2 separate regions of the Mus musculus genome follow, and region 2 is linked to region 1. A link is a contact called in public promoter capture Hi-C data. All regions are on one chromosome and are shown on one strand. The core of a region is the stretch at or near the end of the contact, and the rest is flanking DNA. Distances in the headings are between cores, read along the strand shown.

Region 1 (6,232 bases), core at 841-3,340:
CCACAGCTGTGTCCTTGGTGGAACGTCCAGGGACCGCTACTTCTAGGGAGCCATTAGCCGGCGCCGGATGCACAAGGATCGGAGAATGATCATTCTGGTCCAGCACCCGCACTTGCACCAGAGCATTGCTGGAAAGCTGAGGGGAACCGCCGTCGCTGGCCTGGACACGCACGTCAAGCTGGCGCAGAGTCTCATAGTCAAAACTACGGAGAGCGTAGATGGCTCCGGTAGCCGGGTCTACTGAGACGTAAGTGGACACGGCTTCCCCAGAGCGGCCCACTTCGGCCTCTACCAGGCGGTAGGTGACTTGACCGTTGCGACCCACGTCAGGGTCGCGGGCTGCCACTGTGGCCAGGTAGGCGCCTGGAGGGTTGTTTTCGCGGACCGACACCTCATAGACTGGCTTGGTGAAGATCGGTGCGTTGTCGTTCTCGTCCCCCACTCGCACGGTGTAGGGCCTGACGGTGCGAAGAGGGGGTGTGCCACGGTCTTCGGCCACCAGCGTCAGGTTGTACTCCGCGATGCGCTCCCGGTCCAGAGATGCAGCGGTCACCACCAGGTAGCTGCCAGCATAGGCCGGCTGCAGCCTAAAGTGCTCGTGCCCGTAGAGGGCGCAGCGCACCTGCCCGTTGGCGCCCGAGTCCCTGTCCGAGGTGCTGACCAGCGCCACTAGACTCTCGCGCGCCGCCCCCTCTGGCACCAGCGAGGTGATACCGGCTTCCTGTGTCCCGGACCCAGTCGACGAGGCCGCGTCCGCTCCTCCGAGTGCGGCGGCAGCGGCGGCGGCGGCGAAGGGCGAGGTGGCTGGAGCCCCCGGGGCGGCCAGAGGAGTGATAGAAATTTCAGGAGCGTTGTCGTTGACGTCTCGGATGCGCACGATAACCTTGCAGGTGGCTGTCCGGGGCCCTGGACCTCGGTCTTGAGCCCGCACGTCCAGCTCGTAGGTGTCCTGGCGCTCGTAGTCCACCTGCCCAGCCAAGGTGAGGCGGCCAGAGCGCGGGTCGAGCCGGAAGAGGTGGCGGGCTTCGGGAGGGGTGCGGGCGCCGAAGGTGAACACAACGTCGCCGTTGGGACCTTCGTCGGGATCGGCAGCGTCCAGGTCGAGCAGCAGCGATCCCACAGGTGCGTCCTCGGCCAATTCCACCTCTGCCACGGCACCCTGTGGGAAGGCCGGGCTGTGGTCATTGGCATCTAGCACACGCACGCTGAGGGCTGCTGTGGCGGAACGCGGCGGTCGCCCGCCATCCTGAGCCACCAGCTCCAGGCTGTAGGAGGCCTGGCTCTCGCGGTCCAACTCCTGTAGCAGCACCAGGTCCGCACACTGGGCACCGTCCGCGCGCGTCTGCAGCTCCACGCGGAAGGGGCTGTGAGGCTCGGCTAGGCGTACACTCTGCAGCCCGTTGGCACCCACGTCCTCGTCCACGGGCACCTCCAGGGGGATGCGTGTGCCTACCGGAGCGCTCTCTGAGACCTCCACCGGGATCTGGGCTCGGGGAAAGCGGGGCGCGTGGTCGTTTACATCCCTCACCTCCACCTCCACGTGCACCAGGCGGAACTGTTCCTGCGAGAAGCTGACAACATCGAAGGCCAGCACGCACTGTGGGGACGGGCCACACAGACGCTCACGGTCCAGGCCCGCATCCCCGACGGTCAGCTGCCCGTCGCCCTCGCGTACCCGGAGCAGAGAGCTGTTGAATTGCTTCATCAGGCGGAAGCTTGTGTCTCCAGACACTTTCATGTGCAGGTCTTCTGCAAGGGTTCCGATGACTGTGCCAGGGGCATCCTCTTCGAACGTGCTGTATCGGACTGTCTTGCTCTGGGCCACTGAGAGCACCCAGCAGAGACTAAATAGCTGCAAGGGGAAAAGGCAAGGGCTGCCCCAGCGCTTCGCAGGACTCATATCGCCAATCCCCAACTGCTATTCCGAAAGGCTAACCTAAAGAGTCTTCCCCGGCGTGCAGATCGGAGCGTGAGTCCCAGGCTCTGCGAGCCCCGTGCGGGAAAAGCTGCAGCTCCGGCTCGGGCTGGCTCGGAGGACGCGCAGACCCACCCTCACTCGGCGCCTCCGCCTCCTTTCCCTGGGCTGGAGCTGCGCTGGCGAGCGCCGCCTCCGTCTTTATAGCTGCCGATATGCAAATCACTGGAAGGGGCCAGCCAATGGTCGCTTAGCCACAGCGCCGCTCCTCCGCCAACCACCGACAATCCCTTTAATGTGGAAAGGCTTAGAGGAGAAAACAGGGAAGGAAAATGAGGGAATCTTTCCTTTGTTTTAAAAACTCCTGCTCCCATTTTCTGTTAGCACCTTGCTTGCAATGAGTTAGCACTGGGCTCTGAAGTAAACGAAGCTGATGATTTTTGGAAATTGGGTGCCAGGCACCCGGTCTCTTCTGCCCGCCGCTGCGGGTACTAAGCCCGAACAAGCTGGGTTTCTCTTCAGAAGCTCCGGGTCTCACATCCTACCCCCCATCCGCCCCTTTATTTTGCATTTTAAAGGCTTCAAAACTTGCTCTGGGGAGCGAGGCTCTCTGTTCGCCTCCTCCCTCAGCTTCCCACCGGTGTGGGGAATAACCTGTCGATGAAGAAGAGTGAAGGGTAGAGCAAAACTGATTTTATTCACATTTGTGTACGCAATTGTGTTTTGCTCGTGTGAGCACCGGTGCCACTTGCCTTTCAGAAAAGAGCCCTGCGATACACGTTAGTATGCATGTCACTGTTCAAATGGCTTCCTTAAGCCCTAGGTGCTAGCAGGCAAGGAAAAATAAAGTTCCAAATAGGATTTAGCATAAGCTTGAGGAGATTTGGAAAGGTTTCAAAGATCAGACTGTATCAAAGGCTTATGAAGCCCTCGTTAGTAGTGGAAATAGAATGGCGTGGCAGGCGATCCCATTGGAGGCCCCGATGTCTGTATTATTTCACTATGACAAGCTAGAGGGGGAGAGAAAGTTGAACAGTTTCCACAGTAGAGTTGGGCTAACTTGAATATAATGAGCAAACGCCACATGTCTCCATTATGCCTCTCTATTCACCCTCAATCCGTGCCATAACTCTCAGGCTAAACGGTGATGGGCGCTGAATCCCACACAATACCGGGTTCCTACTAAAGTGCATTTAGAGATCGTTTTCCTCCTGATGCCTTGTTCCGCCTATTTAGAGGATTTGCTTTCTGTTCTAATAGGGCCTCTCTGGAAGCAACACTCGCCCTGTTCCAGAAGAACAAAATCACAGCGTGACGTTGAAACCTGGCAGGAACCTGGGGTAACTTAGCCATCTGCCTATGAAACCGTAGAACTTCAGCATTACCACTTTCCCTGGCTGGGGTCCTCGAGATGCCTCCGTAGGTATCCAGGTATCTCCACTCCCGGAGCTGAAGGACAGGTTGTGCCAACCTGGAACAAGACTGATTCTTATTGATTCTTACCGAAGGACTCTATTGAACAGGCGATGTAAATACACAGGAAGAAGGGAGAGTTACAAACACAAGTCACACACTTGGAGAAATAAAGACAATGAGTTTGCTAAGCATGTTGCATTGGGCCTCTATTCTTCGGAATCTGGACCATGTTCCTTCTGTAAGGGCCTTTTGCAGGTCTCTTCCCTTCAGACTCATTTGGACCGCTTTCAGAAGAGGAGCAGGGGTTTGCCCCGAGTAGGGAGAATACCTGAGAGGTAGGACTGGGTGGACAGTGCACTGGAGGGGATAGGGGATGTTTGGGATTGCAGGAAATGCATTCTGAGCCATTAAATAAAAATCTTTATGGGGTTGAGGAGGGGCAGTGGGTAGTTTGGGGGCTCCCTTCATCTTTTCCACCTTCCAGTGCTGGTATTTGCAGGCAGTGAGGCCAGATGTCTGAAGCCACTGAGACATTAGAAAGGCAACACTCCTACAGAACCTTAATTTCTATTCTCCCTGTCTCTCTGTCTTTCTCTCTCTCCGTCTCTCTCTCTGTCTCTGTCTCTCTCTGTCTCTCTCTCTCTCTCTCTCTCTCTCTGTCTAGTGCCATTTTAGGTTTTGGCTCTCACCCTGGGTGGAGAGATAAATATTGTATGAATGCTCAGTCTTTTTTCGAACCCCAGACCACCCTGACCTGGACCCACACTTGACTCTTGGCTTTTCCAGGCTCACTCCCTCTTCCTTTATGGCCTCTCTCAGACCCACACCCAAACAGGTTCGGAACCTTAGTGATGGACAGCAGCCAACCTGGGAACCTTCGTTGTCTCTGGCACTGTGCTATCAAGGCAGAGAATGTGTTGGCCTGGACCTGGAGGGAACATGAGGTGGGATTTGACCACGGTTCTGTAATACACACTCTCTCACAGCTCAGTGTCTGGGAGCTGAACTCCAACCTGAGATTCCAGGTTTCACCGAGGGAGCTCAGCAGGATGCTAAGTGCACTTCCTGTCACCTTCTCTCTCTTCCCTCCCACACCCCCCAAAGGCAAGTGCTTGGAAAAAGCAAAAGGGCAAGAAAGGGCAAACAAGAAGCCCAGCCGCGGCAGAAACGGTTGGGGAGGTAAGCCCTAGGTTTGAAGACTATTGTCCACCGAGGAGGAGCCTTGGCAGCAAAGAGGGGTGGGGGGTGGGGTGGGGGGAAGTCGGGGGTGGATCGTCAGGCTGGGGAAGGACTGCTAGGAGCACTGTGCAGCCAGTGTTCCCGGGACTGGCAGGGCTGTAGGTCCAGGTGTGAAGGCACGCGAGCAGGGAGCTCCCGCTGGCCGCCCGCATTCGCCAGATAATGGAAAGACGATTTAAAGCAGCGTGTTAGCGGTCACTGCAACTCCCGGAGGAAAAGAAATGTCTAGGGGGGCGAGGTCTGGAGGAAAGTCGGGGAAGGCGACCGCAAAGGGATGGGAGGGGGCAAGTCCACCCCCCACCCCGTGCGGATCCACCCACAAAAGCTGCCCTGATCGCCTGGTTACCATGCCAAAAGGTCTCAAAGGAGCCCCTTTCTCTCGGTTTTAGCAACTTTGCCCGCAACTGTCTCGCGCAATCCTGAGAACAAACACAGCTCCACAATGGCCGCGTTTTCTCGAGATGCAAATGTCGCCGGCTCGGCGGAGCTGGGTTTCTGTCACCGCGTCTAATGCCTGCATTGTGAAGCTCGCGTGCAGACCTCCGGATTGACACAGGCATCACGTGATGGATTAGGGCTCTAGGAAAGTTTTCAAAGCAGCGACAATGGGGGGCTCAGCCTGATCCGCTATCTCCCACAGTTTAGCCGGAAAGAAAAAAAAAATCAGGATATAGTCTCATATGTAATAGGATTATCTTTTCCATTTCAATTTCTGTACCGCATGTAATTTATTTTTAATTAGGATTATATCTGCCAGGAAAGGGAACTAGACTTCGCTGGAAAGTGTAATTCTAAGGATGGATGGAGAAAGGGACTATTTTCTAACATTTTATCTTTAACAACAACAAAACCCAGGACCCATGATTTCTTCTCTCTACAAGCTCACTCCATTGAATAACTCTCCCATGGAATCCTGTAACTGGTGATCTGCCATGCAAAGAACAGACGAAACTGCCTTTTGCAAAAATCTCTTAGAATTCCCAAATCTCTGAATTTTCCTGGGATTGACATGTAGAAATGAATGCAGCAGAGCTCCTTTGTACACTCCAAATGTTTATTCTGATTTTTCTCGTTGTCAATCCTGCCAGAATGAGTTTTAAATGTTACACTAAACCAAAGAACAGCATAATGTAATTACATCTCAGCAGACAAGCAGTGGGACAATTTGGGGTGAAAGTAAGTGCTGTTTAAAGGATGGTTTTGGATTTATCCCAATGCCAGATGTTCTGAAACTCTGGTCCACTGTCTTGGTGACCAAGCCTTCTGCATGCTTTGTGTGGTGGGAAACCCTGGGGATACACTTTACCTGGCAGGAAGTAGCACATGGTCTTTGTCATAGGAAACTGCTATCCTTGGGTTCCAATCTCATCGTTGAGAAACCACTGACATGCGTTATTACCCGATCTGAGCACATTACCTGATCTCTTTGTGTCCTAAGTCACTTCATCTATGAAAAGGGGCAGGATAATGGAACCTGTCAAGACTGTCTGGAGAACTGTGTAAGATGATATACTATCAGTTGGCTATGAACACAGGTTATTTCCCTTCAAGTCACTGGGGAAAAAATATCAGAGACTATGCAATAGTCACTTTTTTAGGTGAGGGGTTTGTTTAGGAAAGAAAAGGAGAAAGGAGATAGAAGGAAGGGAGAAAGAAACACAT
Region 2 (6,601 bases), core at 3,994-6,493, 4.7 Mb after region 1:
CACACACACACACTTCATAGTGAATGATTGTACAATTGCACATTTTGAATAAGTATTCTCTTTTTAAGCATCTTTATAAATATATTCTCTTTATAAGTTATAAGCTCTCTCTGTCTCTCTGTCTCTGTCTGTCTGTCTGTCTGTCTCTCTCTCACTCTCTCTCTCTCTCTCTCCCTGTGTGTGAATCATTATCTATATGCAAAGCTTTAAACTATAAAGGTTTAGAAAAAAACATTTGGAAACCATTGTGGATTGTGATTAGGTAGAACTTTCATACACAACCACAAAGCAAGATCCAGAGAAAACAAAAATAAATTACTTTGTTATATTATAATTGTGAATCTTACTGATAACAGTTGACAAGATTTAAAGATAGTCCACTCATTTGGAGGATACTTTATATTACAATGGGCTCTCAAAATTAAATGACAAGATAACAAAAAGATTTGGACAACCCATTCATCATATTGCATTAGTGACCTATACTTCCATGAAAAAAGTGCACACTCTAATTAGCAACAAGGGACTCGTTAATCATTACTACCTGCCCACTTTAATAAACAAAACACTCAACAGTAATAATACCATTGATATTCAAGAAAAATATTTTATACTTTTTTGAGAATATAAAATTATTTAGCTATTCTGGAGAAAAATGGCAATTTCTTATGAAATTAAATGTCATTTTTATGTCATGATATTTGCTTCCAGATTATCCACTCAGAGATTAATATTATTGTCACAAAAATTTGAATGTGAATATCTATAGGAATGGAAGCAACCTAGATATCATTCAGGTAAATAAAAAGCTAGATGCATTTCTGTCTCCATAGCAAGTGATTATACAGTTGCACATTATTTGAGTAAGTATTCTCAATGCAGAGTGTTTCCTCATTTGTCTATTAAAAAGATACCAAGTCAAATACTAAAATCTATGAGGAAAAGTCTATATTCATTTGAATAGAAGGCAAGTGTGAGACATAAAGATTGATTTAACAATATCAGCAAATTCAACAGCTCTAAGATACTTACCTCTAGTCCCAGTAAATGGGCAGTGTCCATCTGAATGTGGAAAAGAGATATGGCAAAACATGGAATAGTGGGTGCCCTCTTAGGAAAGAATACATTGTTCCAGGTGAAAACGCCATATGAAGTTATTTCTATATTTTGAAATAATTTAATAGCATGTGTTTGAAAAGCTTTAAAAGATTATTTATGTAAATGATCATCATTTGAGGTATTTTGTTCATAGAGAATTTTGTCAGAATAATTCACAAGTTTGACAGTGGATTCAGGATAATACTGTCCAGAATGCATGATTTAAAATTTCCACTGTAACTCTTGATGATTTTGAATCCTATTTGTAACACACCAATATTTGGGAAAGTGAAATTTGTATAAAACTTTAAACTATTCTTGTATTTCATCCCTTGTGGGATGAGAAAAATAATGACCCCACCAAGAGAGTGTAGCTTGTATTAAGTGTTTAACAAACAGTCAGTATACTAGTCTTCACACATGCCCCTGCAAAAGAAGAGAGATTATGTGAGCTTTGGCAAGCTGTATTCTATAGAAAGCTTTTCATCATCATGCACACCACTTAAGCAAATGTTGCTGGAAAGAAATCTGTGGTTATTGCAATTGCACCCTGGCGATTAAATGTAAAACAGTATTTGCAATGCTTCATTACCTACTGCACCACCTACTATGAGTTAGCCTTTTAGAAGAGGATGATTTAGACAGTCCAGGGAGCCCCATCATCTCTAAGGACCTCTTGAGGGGATGTGGTTGCCATGGACTGGAAACTACTGGTATTTATTCATGTCCTTCCTCTTTTCTTTACCAGGTGGAATACCTGTGAGCCTAATTCCATCCCTCAGATCAGAGGATAAGTTCATGCCACTAGTACATATGTATCTCAGATCATAGTTTGTACAAAAATCTAGCCTTCAGCAACCTATGAAAAACAATACCTAGAATTGAAAAAAGAATTTCATAGTTATAATGTATATGGAAAATAAAACTGAGATTGGGCCAAATATCAAATAACTTAATAAGAAACTTATAAAATGTAAAAAATTTTAAAAAGAATGCAAAAAGCATAGTGAAACTGAGTTTCTACATAAATTTTCATTTCTATCTTCCATTTCCCACCTGAAGGAGAAAAAGAGATACAAAGAGAATTCAATGGGATATTATAAAATGATTTTTTTAAGTTAAAAATTACCTCAGTTGGGAGCTGGAGAGATTGCTCAGTAGTTAAATAAACTAGTGGCTCTTATGGAGGACTCAGATTTGATACCCAACACTCATGTTATGACTCATAACCATCTGTAACTCCAGTGTCAGGGAACACAATGCTCTCCTTTGACCTCTGTAGGCACTAGGTATGCACATAATGCACATACATACATGTAGGAAAAACACTCATGTGCACAACACATGAGAAAGTTCCCCATTGTAGATGTTTGCTCATTTGTCCATGTAGATCTGGGATTTAGATCATCACATTTTACCCATTTACAAGTTGTATGTCATTTATTCATTTCATGTGCCTTACTGAACTTGGGAGGCCTTTTAGTCCAGTGACAAAGAGATGTGAATTTGGATCTCCTTGCCTGGGAGAAAACCGTGCAAGCTCTCACCATTTTATATATGTATATAATATATGATATATTTATATTTAATATCCACATTAAGAATAGAGCATGTTATTTCATTATTTAATCATAATTGATAATTTTATAAATTTATATTATAATTGTATATTTGTTAATTCATATATTCATAATATTATTAAATTGATAATACATTATATTTTCATGATTACTCAATTGTGCAATTGAGCAATTTATTTCACATTTACTGAAAATTTCTAGACCTGATGTAGTTAATTTGGCATTTTCAGAATATCCATTTAGTCTATTTTGATAACATAACATCTTGTCTCCCTGATTTTATGATCGACTTAATCTTCACATCATAGGTGCATGTAAATGACATAATATTTATTTCACAAATAAATTTTACTCATTTTAGCCAACATGGTTTAGTGTTACTGTATACATTTTTTAGTCTTCTCAGTTATGTTTTTTTTTTAACATATGATTTGAGCTTCATAATTTTACTAGGATAACATGTCTCAGAAAGTGGTATATCTTGGGAGCAGCTTATTATTTATTGTTGATGACATAAATATTTTTGTGAACCTGATTTACTAATGCAATGTGCTTTGGTGAGTATTGTTGAAGAACTAAAGGAAGAATATCATCAAAGAAGAGTATTATAATTCTGCAAAACTTAATCATCTTAAGTGTTTGCTTGCTTAGGTGTGTTGGTCTGTTTGCTTGTGCCAAAAAGAAAGAATTTCCCAGTGTTTATTGTTTCTAACAAATAAAATAACCAAACCACAGCAGAAAGGGCAAATCATATTTAGTTCTGTGTTATTTCAGATCTGTTTTGTTATCAGGAAATATACTCTGCAGAAAGCTAAAGAGTTGTAAAGGTCTGAACCCATATTTTATTCTCTTCCAAGATTTAAAACTTAAGCATCGTCCCAGTATAAGCCAAAACTCAAAATTTAAAGTACAGTAGCTAGGTTTAATAAATGATGCTGATAGTACTAAATTTCTTTTACATTTTTTCTTTTCTATGAAACTAGCACCTATTTCATAGTTGGATAATGTTGAATGAATTTTTGGACCTCCCTGAGCACAGATAATGAGAACTTTGCTGTCTATATTAAAACTGTATACTTTTTAGAGTAAATTAGTTGTGTGTTTGTAAAAAGCCAAATGGCTACTCTGCACAGAAACTATAGTCTCTTGCTTTCCAAGCAACTTTAATCAGTAAGTACAGACATTCTTAAACTTTGACACTGTGTTACTGATAAAGTCGTAAGCTTTTATATTTGTAGTTTTTAAAGCTCTGGGATGGTAAACCATACTTTTTTCCTCTTGTGTTTCTTTACATTCCTCCTATCCTTCTCTTTCATAGATATTTTTATTTTTGTCTTTATTTTCTCTGTATTTTTCTCTAGCTTGACCCTCTGCTTTTAACTTTCTTCTTGTTCTCACCAAATGACTTTTTCCTTTCCCTTTCTTTTGTTTTTCTACCTTCCTCTAAACAATTGTAGATAACAGTACTAATGTGATGTTCACAATTATGGATGTATGTATTTATGAACACACATTCTTCTACAGTCCTTTATTCAAAGGGATAACGTACTTTACTAATATGCATGAATTTCTGGAAACTGTTCTTAGGATGAGTGGAGAAAAGTTTCTTTTGTCCTTCTCATGTGCCTCACTGAACACAACACTTAAGCTTCACCTAATTGATACCCTTGAAGGCCTTATACTATTTACAGTCACACTGATGTTTCCATCTTCCGATTTTCCTTTACTTCCTTACTGTCTTGTTAACATTCTGTACTCTTTTTTTCCATGAACTTGTCCAAAACATTTATATATGACTCTTTCCTGGCAGTAATAAAAAACTTTGTACAGATGTTTAACCACCATAAATCACAAGATACATTTTATCAAGTTGGCAGGATTGCTAAGTTTGTAGATACTTTTAGAATTAGGCAGGACTTTTGTAGCCTTGTGACATCTATTTAGTTTGGCATTAGTCATTTTACTGGGAGTCAAAGTTTCCCTTGAAGTTGTTAGTTTGTCATTTTGGGAATAAAAAGAAGAAGCTTCACCTAGTTCAAGTTGAGGTACATGAGGATGCTTCAGAGACCCCAGGCTCAGGTACAGGATGATGAAGATATCAACTTTTAAATACAATTTGGTAAAACTTGAATTCATGCTGTTCAGCTAACCTTGCATGTGGCTCAATAAAGGTCATTGAATCTACATAAAAAGAAAAAACATTTACAGATTAAGAAAATTATATATTTTTATCATCTCATACTTTTAACAGACAAGGAGATTTGTATATTTTCATCATTTTTCAATATATTTTCAATTTACTCTTTCAATATATTTTCATATTTCAAAATACTTTCAATATTTTCCTAAACCAATTTTATTTTTTTCCAGCAACACTTCACAAAGCCAAATAAATGTAATTATTACATAGGAAGCAAAAAACAAGCCCTACTTTTTAAAATTAACTTTACTTATAAAGAAAGCACATATTTCACTGCAATATGCCTTACCTTGGCCTGCTTCTTCCATGGTTACACGCTCCGCGTGTCTGATACTTGTATGCTGGATGGTCTTGTACTTCCCCATTGCTGCTCCAGTGCATAATAGCGTGATATGAAGAAATGCAGAAAACAAGAGAAGCATTGTCACCAAGTCAGCTGCACGAAGAAGTAACGTGTGTGAATGTACAGTATAGGGAGATCTATGAAAGATCCAGTCTATTTCTCCCAAAAGACTCTGTTCCATGATACAAGGAGAATTCAGTTCTTGTTGGCAGAACTCCATGTCAGTTTGGAAGCAGTAAAAACGACAAGGCTTGCTTTTTCACATCCTTACTTTTAATACTTAAGTAACTTTCAAAAATTTTATTTCGCTCCAGAAAGTAATACCCAGTTCCATTAAGTTGTTTGATAGTAGGTTTTATAGTTAGAATGGAGTTTAGAGTGAATTAAAAGTGAATCCAACCCTTTATAATTTGCTTGTATCTATCCATTCCTAGTAAAATTTTTGAGGGAAGTCCATCAATCGTTTAACTGAGTGGATGACTTTGCGTGTTAATACATGAGGAAGGGCATAGAGTCCCAGCAGATGATACAATTATGTATAAAAATGAATGTTTTCAAATAAATGCACACTTACATACGAAGAAATTAGGTCATTTTCCCACTCCTCCCACAAATGTTCAATCTTAGTATCTGCGTAAAGAAACACCATTGATAGCATTATCCATCCTGGAACTAATGGATAATGCCAGTTTTGACAGGTTCATTGTTTACTTTAACAGGTAATTTGTGGACCGGAATCATTTAATTGTTCTGAGTACATAATTACATGTCAGCAATTTCCAATTTAATTAAAATGTACAAATCTGAAGATTAAGAGAATTTTTGAATTATTAATCATTTTTCCACTAGGAAATCTTGTTGCTCTGCAGGAGATTTGTCCAGTGTACAACTATACGTATTTTTTTTCCTTCTCTTTCACAGACAGACAATTTTCCCGCAGAGCCCAATTACATGGGCAGCAGGCAGCAGTTTGTTCAAAGGTAAGGCCTATTAAATAACTTTCTCGGCTTCCCCATTTGCATTCGTGTCAAAATTGCTTTGCAAGAGACTACACTTCAGGTTAAAACTGGTAGAGACAACACCCTCTCCTCTTTTTCTTCATGTGTATTTCAGTAGCTCCACGTTTAAGGACCCAGAAAGAGCCAGCCTGAGAGACAGTGGGCACGGGGACAGCGATCAGGCGGACAGTGACCAAGACACTAACAAAGGCTCCTGCTGTGACATGTCGGTTAGGGAGGCACTCAAGATGAAAACTACTTCAACTAAAAGTCAGCCACTCGAACAAGGTGAGTGACGCCCTCCCGTGCTTACTGAGTGCAAAGTCATATTTACAAGCTTCTCAGGACTACCAATGCTGTTCGCACAGTGGACTAGACCGTT

Evidence for each region. Promoter capture Hi-C pulls out the DNA fragments that hold promoters and counts their contacts.
Region 2: a contact with region 1 is called in a promoter capture Hi-C map of hippocampal neurons, with 3 times the contacts expected there. The contact joins the promoter of 9630013A20Rik here to the promoter of Pcdh8 in region 1. A contact is called at or near these places in 2 of 39 promoter capture datasets (cranial neural crest and hippocampal neurons).

The regions. Positions count from the first base shown.
Region 1 is chr14:79,769,222-79,775,453 of GRCm38.p6, forward strand. Pcdh8 (protocadherin 8) reads right to left here and starts at 2,091. Exons shown (of 3, transcript NM_021543.4): 1 at 1-2,091. The coding sequence starts at 1,900. It overlaps Gm9748 (predicted gene 9748), which reads left to right and starts at 687. Exons shown (of 2, transcript NR_154550.1): 1 at 687-980; 2 at 3,176-3,521.
Region 2 is chr14:84,471,181-84,477,781 of GRCm38.p6, forward strand. It overlaps 9630013A20Rik (RIKEN cDNA 9630013A20 gene), which reads right to left and starts at 5,244. Exons shown (of 6, transcript NR_015539.2): 1 at 5,168-5,244; 2 at 4,829-4,859; 3 at 1,033-1,062. Pcdh17 (protocadherin 17) reads left to right here. Exons shown (of 4, transcript NM_001013753.2): 2 at 6,143-6,201; 3 at 6,335-6,507.